Regions from separate parts of the Mus musculus genome. Here region 1 is linked to region 2. A link is a contact called in public promoter capture Hi-C data. All regions are on one chromosome and are shown on one strand. The core of a region is the stretch at or near the end of the contact, and the rest is flanking DNA. Distances in the headings are between cores, read along the strand shown.

What was found. Promoter capture Hi-C pulls out the DNA fragments that hold promoters and counts their contacts.
Region 1: a contact with region 2 is called in a promoter capture Hi-C map of embryonic stem cells, with 2.3 times the contacts expected there. The contact joins the promoter of Pglyrp3 here to the enhancer-like site in region 2. A contact is called at or near these places in 8 of 39 promoter capture datasets (the HPC-7 cell line, cranial neural crest, embryonic stem cells and 4 more), 2 of 115 datasets of contacts at active chromatin or transcription factors (both in embryonic stem cells) and 2 of 9 other capture datasets (adipose tissue and liver).

What each region holds. Positions count from the first base shown.
Region 1 is chr3:92,010,982-92,017,326 of GRCm38.p6, reverse strand. It overlaps Pglyrp3 (peptidoglycan recognition protein 3), which reads right to left and starts at 2,744. Exons shown (of 7, transcript NM_207247.4): 1 at 2,625-2,744. The coding sequence starts at 2,700.
Region 2 is chr3:91,960,181-91,966,546 of GRCm38.p6, reverse strand. No RefSeq gene overlaps it. Among named protein-coding and RNA genes, the nearest start is that of Pglyrp3, 51 kb to the left of the region's middle. Within about 2 kb of position 1,751, at least 8 of the 459 cell types and tissues checked have an H3K27ac peak or open chromatin away from gene starts, as enhancers often do. A contact at or near this core is called in embryonic stem cells, where this site is marked.

The DNA of each region.
Region 1 (6,345 bases), core at 1,495-3,994, 50 kb before region 2:
CTCTCCTTGTACTAAGGTCAAATCTAAGTGGATCAAGGAACTTCACATAAAACCAGAGACACTGAAACTTATAGAGGAGAAAGTGGGGAAAAGCCTCGAAGATATGGGCACAGGGAAAAAATTTCTGAATAGAACCACAATGGCTTGTGCTGTTAGATCGAGGATTGACAAATGGGACCTCATGAAACTGCAAAGCTTCTGCAAGGTAAAGACACCGTCAATAAGACAAAAAGACCTTCAACAGATTGGGAAAGGATCTTTACCTATCTTAAATTAGATAGGGGACTAATATCCAATATATATAAAGAACTCAAAAGGGTGTACTTCAGAAAATCAAATAACCCCATTAAAAGATGGGGCTCAGAGCTGAACAAAGAATTCTCACCCGAGGAATACCGAAAGGCTGAGAAGCACTTGAGAAAATGTTCAACATCCTTAGTCATCAGGGAAATGCAAATCAAAACAACCCTGAGATTCCATCTCACACTAGTCAGAATGGCTAAGATCAAAAATTCAGGTGACAGCAGATGCTGGCAAGGATGTGGAGAAAGAGGAATACTCCTCCATTGTTGGTGGGATTGCAAGCTCGGGAAATCAGTCTGGCAGTTCCTCAGAAAATTGGAAATAGTACTACCGGAGGATCCCGCAATACCTCTCCTGGGCATATATCCAGAAGATGTCCCAATTGATAAGAAGGACACATGCTCCACTATGTTCATAGCAACCTTATTTATAATAGCCAGAAGCTGGAAAGAACCCAGATGCCCTCAACAGAGGAATGGATACAAAAAATGTGGTACATTTACACAATGGAGTACTAATCAGCAATTAAAAAGAATGAATTTATGAAATTTCTAGGCAAATGGTTGGACCTGGAGGGCATCATCCTGAGTGAGGTAACCCAATCACAAAAGAACTCAAATGAAATGTACTCACTGATAAGCAGATATTAGCCCAGAAACTTAGTATATCGAGATATAAGGTACAATATGCAAAACACATGAAACTGAAGAAGAACGAAGACCAAAGTGTGGACACTTTGCCCCTTCTTAGAATTGGAAACAATCACCCATGGAAGGAGTTACAGAGACAAAGTTTGGAGCTGAGACAAAAGGATGGACCATCTAGAGACTGCCATATCCAGGGATCCATCCCATAATTAGCCTCCAAACGATGACACCATTGTATACACTAGCAAGCCTTTGTTGCAAGGAGCGTGATATAGCTGTCTCTTGTGAGACTAGGCCAGGGCCTAGCAAACACAGAAGTGGATGCTCACAGTTAACAATTGGATGGATCACAGGGCCCCCAATGGAGGAGCTAGAGAAAGTATCCAAGGAGCTAAAGAGATCAGCAACCCTATCAGTGGAACAACATTATGAACTAACCAGTACCCCGGAGCTCTTGACTCTAGCTGCTAAAAAATGGGAATGGTGGGTAGGGTAGTTGGGGGGGAGGGTGTGGGGGTCTTTTGGGGTAGCATTGGAAATGTAATTGAGGAAAATATGTAATAAGAAAAAAGAAAAAAGAAAAAAAAAGATACATGGGACCTGCCACAAGTAAAACAAGATGAAATGAACCATTTAAGCAGATCTATAACAAACAATATTAAAACATCAATAAAAAGTTTCTCAATTAAAATTAAAAAAAGAGTAGAAGGCCAAGAAATAGCTACATTATGGCAGATAATGTGAAAATATGCTAGCAAAAAATTACTAAACTCAGGTCCATTTAATTCAACAGAATTCACTTATATTTACTTCATGTCTAATCACTTTATAAAGGGGTGAAACATTGAGATGTTGTAAAGGCAGCCTTTCCCTGACAATTATTATTTATTTATGAATGTTCACCCTGTGTTAGGTTTAACTATGATGATGATGATGGTGGTGGTGGTGATAACAACGAAGACAAAGACAAAGTGGGGAGACAATTAGAGCTATAAATTACCTCATATTCATTATTTGAACACTGTGTTCAACCTTTATAGTCAAACTGATTAGATGTAGAATAATTGAAGAGACAAAATTCTAAGCATGTCTGTAAGGGACTATCCAGATTGGGTTAGTAACACTGGGAAGATCTGTCCTTAATTTAGGCAGCACATTCCATTAGCTGGGGGACCAGACTGAATAAGAGGGAGTTGAGCACCATCATTCACTACTCATTGCATTCCAGATGTGGAAACAAAGTGACCAAACGCCCTAAGTTCTAGCTACCATGTTTTCAGACCATTCTGGTATATATACATACAAGCGGAGGTATATATAAACATACATCTTGGAGCTGCATGTCAAAATAAAGCCTTTTCTTAAATATTTTGTCACAGAAAAGTAATCAATATAATATCTAATTGAATCATCAATAACAATTCTAAGAAGTGGTTGATGATTATTTAATATTTACTAATTTCACAAAATCAGATAAGAATCACATATTAACTCACGAAAGATGGAAAATCACAACAGCTGGCAGGACTAGAAATTGTCAATTCCAGAGCAGTACAACAAGTGGCAGAGCTGTACATGCTCTAGAAAAGACAATACTGGGAACACTTCTGTCACACAAGAACAGTTATGAGCAATTCAATAAAAGCACTTCTGATAAGAAGAAAGAGAACTTACCACAGGCCAGGAGACTGAGAGCCAAGAAGCCAAGAAGCCTGGGCAACATCTTAGGGTGGTCCCAGGACACCAACATGGAGTCTGACTGGCAGTCCTGGAGGGCACAGGTCCTAGAGAACACTGACAGTTAAAATGACTATGCTAACTGCATGACACTCTGTTTGTTTCCCTACTCTCTAGGTCCCTTCTGAGGGCCAGCACCTGGCTCAGGCTTCTCAGGTCCAACTGGAGATGTCAGTTGTTCCATAGATGTGAGGATCCTATTGTCTGTATCTAGCAGGACCACCTCTCCAGAGCCATATTCTGCAGACCCAGGAGACATCTGTTCGTTGGTGTGAATGTAGCTGATACTGAGCCTTTCACAGTGGACAAATGAAACTATGTTTAAAGTCCTTCAGTAGTAGTAGTAATGACCCTGTATAAATTTCATTTCCCATGCTACAGTTTGTATTTGGCCCTTACAAAAATCCATATAAGACAAAATTCCTGTAAGACTCCTCTTTTTTTTTTTTTTTTTTTTTTTTTTTTTTTTTTTTTGTTTAGAGAAGAATACTCAGAAGCACTAAATAATAAATAGGAACAGGTATGGGCTCCATCACTGAGTTCCACTAGACAACCAGAAGTATGGAAAGCCCTAGAGTTAAGTTCCATATTCTAAGTCACTGAGGAATGATCAGTCAATCTCTACTCTAACATGAAGATAACAACCAGCTATTTCCATTCACTAATCACATTCTGTGGTCCAAATAATGTGTGAGGACTCTATATACTTCACTAAGCCTCAATGTGACCTGTGAGAGCATTAATTCACATACTCAAAATTCCCAGTGGGTATGGACAGAGACTGCCCTTCTTAGCCAGACCTGTCAGATTCTAAGGCCTCTACTGGAAACCCCAATTTCTGCCTTTGTTTCTGATTGTGGATATTCTCAGCAGGGACTAAGGTGTAAAGTACAGGACTATTTTGATGCTCTGTGGATCCGAGAATCTTATCTATTTTTGTAGGCAGGAAAGATCTGCTTACTCACACTTAGTATGAAAATGTCTACTCCCTTGGTTGTGAACTCAGTCATCAACTTTCCTTGGTTGAGAAACAATGCAGGGAATGTTGAAGTAAAATGGCATAGTCATCACCCTGCACTGTTTGAACACACACTTGATACCTACAGATGGAAAATTTTAACATTACAGCTTAAGAATTGAGCATACAAAGGTTTTTAGAACAATAAGCACACATACACATACATAGTCAAACAACACATAAGATTCCATTCATTCAGAAAAATTTACGTTAGCCAACCTCTCCCACCTCAAATGAGCTCATCACAGTGGGTCAGGCAACTCATATATAAGTGAGGGAGATTCAGCCTCTTCATCAGCCAAATCAAAGGCAAGAACCAACTTGCCCATGATAGAAGCCCTGCCAACTGATCTCCCAGAAAAGGATCTGCATCCTGAAAACTACTGGAAATAATTGTCAGTCCTGCTTAACAGGAAATTTGTATCCTGGTCATATGTAACTTTTCTGCATCCCTAACTGTAAGTATTAATGTCACAAGCTATTCCTTGACCTTGTCAAATCTCACACTTGAACTCTGAATAATGAAAACAGGCTCAATCGTGTAGGCCACTGAACTGGTGGCCTTTTTTGCTACTTCTCAACTGCCAACATCTAGCTGACAGGACAGGCTGAAGCCTGGCTTACATTGCTGTCCATCCTCTATACATAAAATAAGAGCTAGGAAGCATTTCAAGGCTTGAAAGACAAGTAAAAAGTTGTGATGAGACAAATCCAAAACCAACAACCTATAAAAGAAGCTAAAAGAGTACTAGTTCCCAATTTCTCTAGACAAATGGAGAACTTTCCTGTTTGGGGGACAGCTTAAAGAAGACAGATAAAGAAAAATTCCCTCACCATATTTATATGATGATCACTGATGGTGTCTAGCTCTTAAGGATAGGATATTTGGAGAACACTCACATTCAGAAATACCTGAGGACTTTGAGATGTCCCAGCCCAGCAAGGTAGATTGAAATCCCTTCTCCCTGTATTATCTGCTGGTTTTCTTCTTTAGTCTTGTCCTTCAGTCCCTGCCTCTTCTCTCTGGTGTCTCCTCTTCCAGCCTTTGTTTGCTGTAACTCTAGAAGGCACTCCCTCCCTGGCTCTCAGTCTTTGCTTCCCAAGGAGAAGCTGACAGGGAGAGGTCTCTCTGACAGGTGTTTAAGGCTCAGTGCTGCCTTAGTACACTGAGATGAACTCAAATGAAATAAGACTGGGGCCTACAGTACCTCGGGAAAACCCTGTGAATAAACCAGGCTCCTCCCTCCTCACTGGGGAAGACCTGCATTGCCACATCCTTTAGAATGTCTATTCAATAGCATCACTCAATAAGACCTGCCAAACTGGACCTTCCACACACCAAGGAAAGTATGTTTCAAGGACCACAGACTGCTACCTAGATGGAAAATAATTCTCAATGATGTAGTCTAGACGTAGAGATGGAAACAGATAAAAAGCATACTTACTGTCATGGTGCTAGGATCAGGTCATAATTTGATTGTATGCATGTTCTGTTTTTGCTTTTGTTTCTGTTTGGTGCTTAAGAGTTTCCTCTCCCGTGACCACAACACAGCCCACAAACACATCAAGACAGTTGCTTCAATGTATTAACCAGCAGAAATGAGCCCTTAACAAAACAAAACAAAACAAAACAAAACAAAACAAAACAAAACAAAACAAACAAACAAACAAAAAAACCTCCTTTAAAAGAAGCCCTCCCTTTGGGCGGCCTGAATTTATAGACCTTATACTTGGAAGACAAGACAATAGGTTTTCCACAGTTTTGGATATGATTATAAGATTGTCAGTTAAAAGGAAATATATAACCTTTGACCTTGAAACCACACCATCAGTTAAGGAATATATCATTTGCAAAGCATTTCCACATGCATCACTGGGTGTCATTAGAGTATACTGTTATCTGTTTCACAATGTCTCTGAGTTTTACCTGCATAAGGGGAACCTTGAATAACTGTGTTAACTTCTGCTAAACATTTAAGGAATCAGAAATCTAGAGAAAGCTTGCCATGGCATAATATTCAAAAGATTTGAAGTCACATATACAAAGGTGAAGGTCTCATTATGGCACTGAACAAACAGGATGCATGATATCTGACACTCTTACTTTCTTTTCTGGGTCTGTTTCCTCAGCTGCCAGATGGAAATGTCAGTATTTACATAATTGAAATATTGCACACAGAGTGTGTGCCAACAGAGAGGACTCCACAAAGCTGTTTAGCCCATGAAGGGGCTTCTAGTGGGATGTTGCCTCTGTGGCTGTGCTCCTGTTGATTTCAATCTCAGGTATGCTTCCTTCTGTCATCCCCCTACCTTATCTCCATCCCCAGCCTGAAGCAGGCTGAGCCAGACCTTGACTTCACTGCCACTAAGGAGATTACCTAGGGTGGAGCCTTCCTCCCTAGATCACTCTATTGTTCAGCCACTGCCTCTGTTACCCTTCAAGATACTGTTACCTGCTGGGAGGCTGTTGAGCTATTCCAGAGACTACACCCTATCCTACACATTGTCACCTGCAACTGGGCTCCAAAATGAATTTGTGGAAATGGGCCTCCTTTATCCCATCCCATGGGATTCAGTTATTCATGGGTGCGAGGGGGACCTCAAACATGGAAGGAGATGGGAGGAAGAAAAAGAGAAATA
Region 2 (6,366 bases), core at 502-3,001:
CAATGGGACTTGGGCAGGGCGGAAATAGACCCTATATCTACTGGGCTCTGTGGGGGCCTAGCTTGCTTGGGTACTGGTGCAGGGATCACAACTATTTTCCTGATTATGCAGATCGCCTGGAATACAGGTAGGGTATATTATCTGGGGAGAGGCAAGCTTGAGTATTTGCCATGGGTTCAATTGGAAGTAGAGACTGGTATTGGGAAGATGCTCAGGCAGAGCTGGACAGAGCAAGGTACTACTGTGTTACATATCATATGGATACCATTCTCCCCAGGTTGTGCAGGTTATCATGTTGTATTTGAGAAAACATGTACAGAGACATAGACATATTTTGCTTGCATCTTCCAGTCTATAGTAATATCTAGTTTTCAAAGGTCATTTCATTCTGTCCATCAGAGATGAATCCCTGAATGAAATGGTCTCGAGACCTAAATTCAAACATTTAGGACATTACAGAGCTAAGGGTTTTGCGTCATTTTTATATAGGTAAAACTATGCTTGCAGAAATCAAACAGGATTGTGGTTTAAGTTGTATCAATCTGTGGTATTTATCAGTTATGTGTAAAAATAGAGGGTAGACGAGAATATCTGTATGTATGTTTATTGTTCCAAAAAGAGAAGCAATCACATATGTGCTGACATGTTAATAACACAGAGAATCTAAAGACCTGGATGGAATAGGTAAATGTTGTTGGGTGAGTAGATTACTTTATTAATTTGGTGTATGTAACTAATTCTAGTAGGATGGAGATAGCTATAAAGTGAGAGTTAGTGACAATGCTAACTGGAAAGTTTCAGGTACCCAGACCTTCACACCTTTATCAAATTCTTTATTTTGGGCGCGTAGTAATTAATATTAAAAACAGCTTGAGATACTCCCATGCACACAGCCTTAAGACACCGTGTTTTATCTGTGAAATAAGTAAAAGCATTAATTGTACAGAAACTGCCAATGTTAGAAAAGAGAATACATTAAGTATGTTTCAAAAATGGAAACTGTTTTCTGGAAGGATAAAAGATATATATATATATATATATATATATATATATATATATATATATATAATCTGAATTTGAAATTTGTCATGGAAAGTATTTTTTTCTTAAATCAATTTCATTTCTCATTAACATATTATGTGAAAAAGCTAATAGGTTTGAATTTCAACTTTTTATATATTGTATCCCCACAGACTGTCAGAAGCCATCTTACTGAGGCTAGGCCTAGTAAGTAACTTTTCTGGAGATAGCACACCATTTTGCATGGCCTGTAAATTTTAAGATCTGATAGGCAATGTCCTAAGAGGCTTCATCCCATAATGGCTTCTTGCTGCTGACATGCATTTTCCTGTTATTATTACATAGCCTTATGACTCCTGGGCATTAGGCTACCCTAAACAATTTAGCAGATTTTCTGCAGATTAGTATAATGATATACTGTCATGTAAAAATACTGTGTAGACATATTTTTAATTTCACAAGTACTCATAAGTATTTTATAGATTTTCATAGTTTATACAAGTAATATCAAGCTCTCTGTAGAGTAATAGTGACAAATATAGCTCTGTAATACTTTATGTGTCAAACTGAAATTACAATAAGCAATATAAATTAGGCTTGTAACTGTTGTATGCTGGCCTGCGGCCTACATGAACCGGGTACACCTCGGAGGCAGGCTAGGGCTAAAAGAGACTTAGACTGCAAGAGAAGATAATGAAGCCAAGACAAAGGTTCTGATCAAGGCCTTTGATAGGATAGGATGTGCCTCAGAAATATCTCAGGGGCCTCTCAGCAGGTAGCAGTGTCTTGGAGGAGAACAGCGGCAGGTGACAGAACAATAGAGCCATCTAGGTCTGAAGGCTCCACCCCAGGTGGTCTCATTTTCAGTGGCAGCAAGGTTTGCATCAGCCCGCTTCAGGCTGGGGGGAGGCTACAATTTCCCCCCTGATTATATAATAAAAATAGCTGGACCGAGACATAAAATTTATTTATGCTCCATAGTCCTGCCTGGGAGTTATGGTGGCTGGCGGCTGCGCCTGTTTTAGGAAATCTCAGATTTTCCTGAGCCATTCTTATCTGTCAAGGAGAACATATGCGGCTTGTTTGTGTTTATTTTGCACAAACATGGCTCTGTGGTGTATTATTAACAAACCACGGCCTCTTGGCATATTCCTCTGCGTTAGATTGATATGGCTCCGAAATCTGGTTGCCCGTCATTGACTGTCCGACCCTCATAGCACACCTTATTCCCAAATCAGACCAAAGCCACAATGTATACTGAATATGCTTCTTCATATTGATGAATTTCTGCCACCTGTGCTTGCTGGAGGCAAGGCTGCACACTTGCTGAAATCAGGCTATAAGATGTTGACTGACCTGCTTGAAAAACAAAGTTGAGATAGTGAAAAGCAACTGGATAAAAGCTTCTTTGGGGGAAGTTCAGGTACTCTATTCAGTTGCAAATTAGCAACAATCAAGCTCAGAATCTTGCCTAGCAGTTTGGGGGAAGTGACTTTGAGAATCAACAGAAAGGCTGTTTCTCATGTAAATAGGATAAGCTCCAAGTTAACTTTGCTAGGTAATTAAGATTTTTAGCTATCTTCAATAGGAATCTCTAATATTGGAATTATTACTAGTCCAGTCCAAGATTGAGTTAGAATAACTGGTCACATTGAAGGAAAGAGAAGAATCATTATAACTCTTTCTTATGACTAATCTTTCTAAGTCAGATTCCATGGTCTCTAATGGTCTATGTCCCATAAGGTTAAAAAGCTTAAAGCAAGCCACCTTAGCTTGCCCAATCTGGGACAAAGGCAAGCAAAGGTGGGTCAAAAACATATACCCAATTCAGCTTTGTTGTCACCACAGTCAGGGCACTTAGCGAACTCACAGGTCAGCTTGTCACATGAATCATTCTGACAGTTGTCATGCTTCTGCAGCATTCTGTTGAGAGAACCTAAGCTTTCCCCTTTCCCCAATAGGGTAGCTGTTCAGGATCAAGCCATATGCCAATAACTAGATCCTTTTCATCTCACCTAGACATGATTATGTCTAGTTTTAAGATATTATAAGGCATTTATTAAGTTCTTTGACATCCAAATTTCAAAATTCTTAAAGTAAAATTATGATGTAAATATTTAATGTGCACAGGGATATAATTCCTCCCCTTCTTTGTTTTTTAAGTAGCTATAGTTTAATACCTTGTCTTTGAGCATTATTAAATTGTTGATAAAACATCTCAAATACTTGACTGTTATAATCAGTTTTAATATAACATGGGCAGTGACTAATTACACTTTCAGTTGTTTCTCTTGAACTTGTAACTAGAAGGCTTGAAAAGTTATTAATAGTCACATGTGCATAATTTATTTATTAATCAGAAATAAGAGCATTCACTTGCAGCAATTGATTAAGTATAAGTTCTCAAGAACTAACACAATTATGTGGAAACAGGTAGAATCTGAGGACACCAAGAACAATTTATTTTTTTAAATTGACATGCACATTCTCTAAAATTACCAAAATATTATCTTAAGCCATTACTATTTTGATTATATAAAGAACGAGTTTATTCTTTTTTTTTTTTTTTTTTTTTAAACAATCTTTTTTTTTTTTTTTTTTTAGATTTATTTATTTATTTATTTATTATATGTAAGTACACTGCAGCTGTCCTCAGACACTCCAGAAGAGGGAGTCAGATTTCGTTACGGATGGTTGTGAGCCACCATGTGGTTGCTGGGATTTGAACTCCTGACCTTCGGAAGAGCAGTCGGGTGCTCTTACCCACTGAGCCATCTCACCAGCCCGAGTTTATTCTTATATAAGGCCTGTAATCTGCCTGAGATATAAATCTAGCATGGCATTGCCTTGAGGGGTCTAGAACAAATTCTTAAATGTCCAAAAAGAGTCTTCTAAAAAGAACAACTTTTTTTATGGGTTGTATAGGCATGAATAATTGCAAATTTGAGAATTTATAGTACCTGAGGATGAACAATTTTAAGCAATTGTAAGCTCTGAGATATAATCTTGACAATTAATATATAAATTAAAGCTTGATTATTCAACATTTTAAAACACCATCTACAGCACACAATTTAATTATCTGTGTTGAAGCAGGAGGAAACTCAAAAGAATAAGCGTGTGATCCAATTTACATGTACTTTTCTCCCATAGAAGGGCTGTTTTTAAACACAGTAAATGAGATACATGCATGAATGAATTTATAGAAGGTACAAAAGCATGCATAAAAACAATTTTTAACTTATCTTTAGGATGATTATCAATTTTATTTAAAATGATGGTATGCAATAGGCCAAATATCAATATTCTTCAATAACCAAGTTAATTGCTGTTTGGAACAAGGAACAGATACTTTGTCAGGTTCTCAAGACACAATTTTTTGGTATAGGTTTTCTAAAATATACAAATTTATCTTACAATTCTTTATTTACACCACAGCAGCCTTAATAGGATGGTAAAACTTTGCTCTGAGGCAAAGAAAGATGATTTTACATTAATGTTTTCCCTTGCCAAAGAATTGCTGTGGGCACATTTAATAACCATCACTAAAATAAGCAGCTAATATTTAATTACCATTGAGTATAATTGATAGCAATTATAAAAGCTTTCTTTATTTTCTGCAAAGCCTTATGTTCTTTACCAGTTAATTGGTGTCTCTCTAGATAACATCCAACAAAAATTTAAGTCACTTTAAGACCTTAAGGTTAGGTCTTAGCCAATTAACATCTCCTGGAAGCTTTTGAAAAGAAAATTTTGAAGCAAATCAATTGTTCATCCTTAGATTTTCTGTACCACAACGTTATAGTATAACTAAAACCCTAAATATTATAAAGATATTGCCTCTGAATCTTATGGAGCAACAACTGTTAGATCTAGTGGGGAAACCCCCACCCAATTCCCGATCGGCGTGCACCCAAAAAATCACGAAGGACCATCTCTTGATGTAAATACATGAGGACATTTAATTACGGAGCTCTGGACCGACATTTATCCCACACAGGAGATAACGGATGTTGGCCATGAGGCTTGAAAGCTAGGGGTTTTTATGTGGTAAGGGGCTTAGGGGTGTGGAATTCAGCATAGCGACACACTATTGGCTTATTCAAACATTAATAGAAAGAACACAGGGCATCAGGACTTTGTTCCTGTGGGCTGGGGGCTTATCTTTGTTCACATAGCAACCAGTCGATGTATGACTTTACCCGGTGTCAAGGGGCAATAGACAGAGGGGAGGTTCCGGCCAGATGGTGTTGACTTAGATAATATTGCCCTGCTGGTCCTTGCATACCTTTTTATCTTTACAGTCAAGATGTTCTTAGGAATGCCTTAACAACAGCCCTGCCCTGGCATGCCTGGGGGCTGTTCTGCTTTGTTCTCAGTCCCAGGCCGGGGCCGGGCCGTGGACTCTTAAACTCACAAGTTACAATATTTTATCTTCCTTCACAACTACTCCCCAGAACTTTAAAGCTCATTGTGTGAGAGCAAAGATTTGAAGTAAACTTCCCTTGAGAGGCATTAGCTAATAAAATACTTTTCACTTAGGAAACACTATACACTGAAAGATTCAAACTCTTAGCTTCTTGTATTGAAGCAGAGACAATAAAATTTTTTCTTACATAATGTAAAGCTATATCAGCTATACTTAGAGGCAAAATTTTTCAGTGATTACCAGTTCACCAGAAGCAAACACTTTACAATTATCAGAATGCAAAGGAAAAAATGAACCTTTAAACGTATAATAACTTTACATAAAGTAGGCAAGCCAGATTGTAATGCCTTTATAAGTTCTACAGTCTGATTGACCTTTTATAAATTTTGAATTTGAACTTTACTTAGAACAATATCTGGATAGATCTGCAACAGTGTTCTTTTATCTAACGAGAAATTCCCCTGAAGGCAGGCAAGAACTTCTCTAGGCACTGTTTGCAAAACTAAAGAAAGTCACACAAGCCTCTCTGAGGCTGCTCTGAGCTTTGTATGGCTGTATGACCACAGAGAGCTGTATTAGTGCTCTCAGAAGATGATTATTCTTGTAATTATCTTAATTAATATATGGGTGAGTAGAAAATCTTAAATTTGTGATCAAACTGCAAGCTGCAGTCAATGGAACACTGACAATTTTAATCATAATTTTCAAGTTTCTTTTGCAAGGTTAGGATAATATCTACAACCTTGGGAAAGCAAAACCCAATTTTAAAACAATTTATCATCTTTAAAATAAATATTAGAGGCATTACTATCATGTTACCAAGTTTGGCTGCCAATTTATACCTATGAATGCATGACAGTTCCAATTTTAATGCTTCATTAAAGAGACATTGTTTTAAATCTTATCTTTAAGTCTAC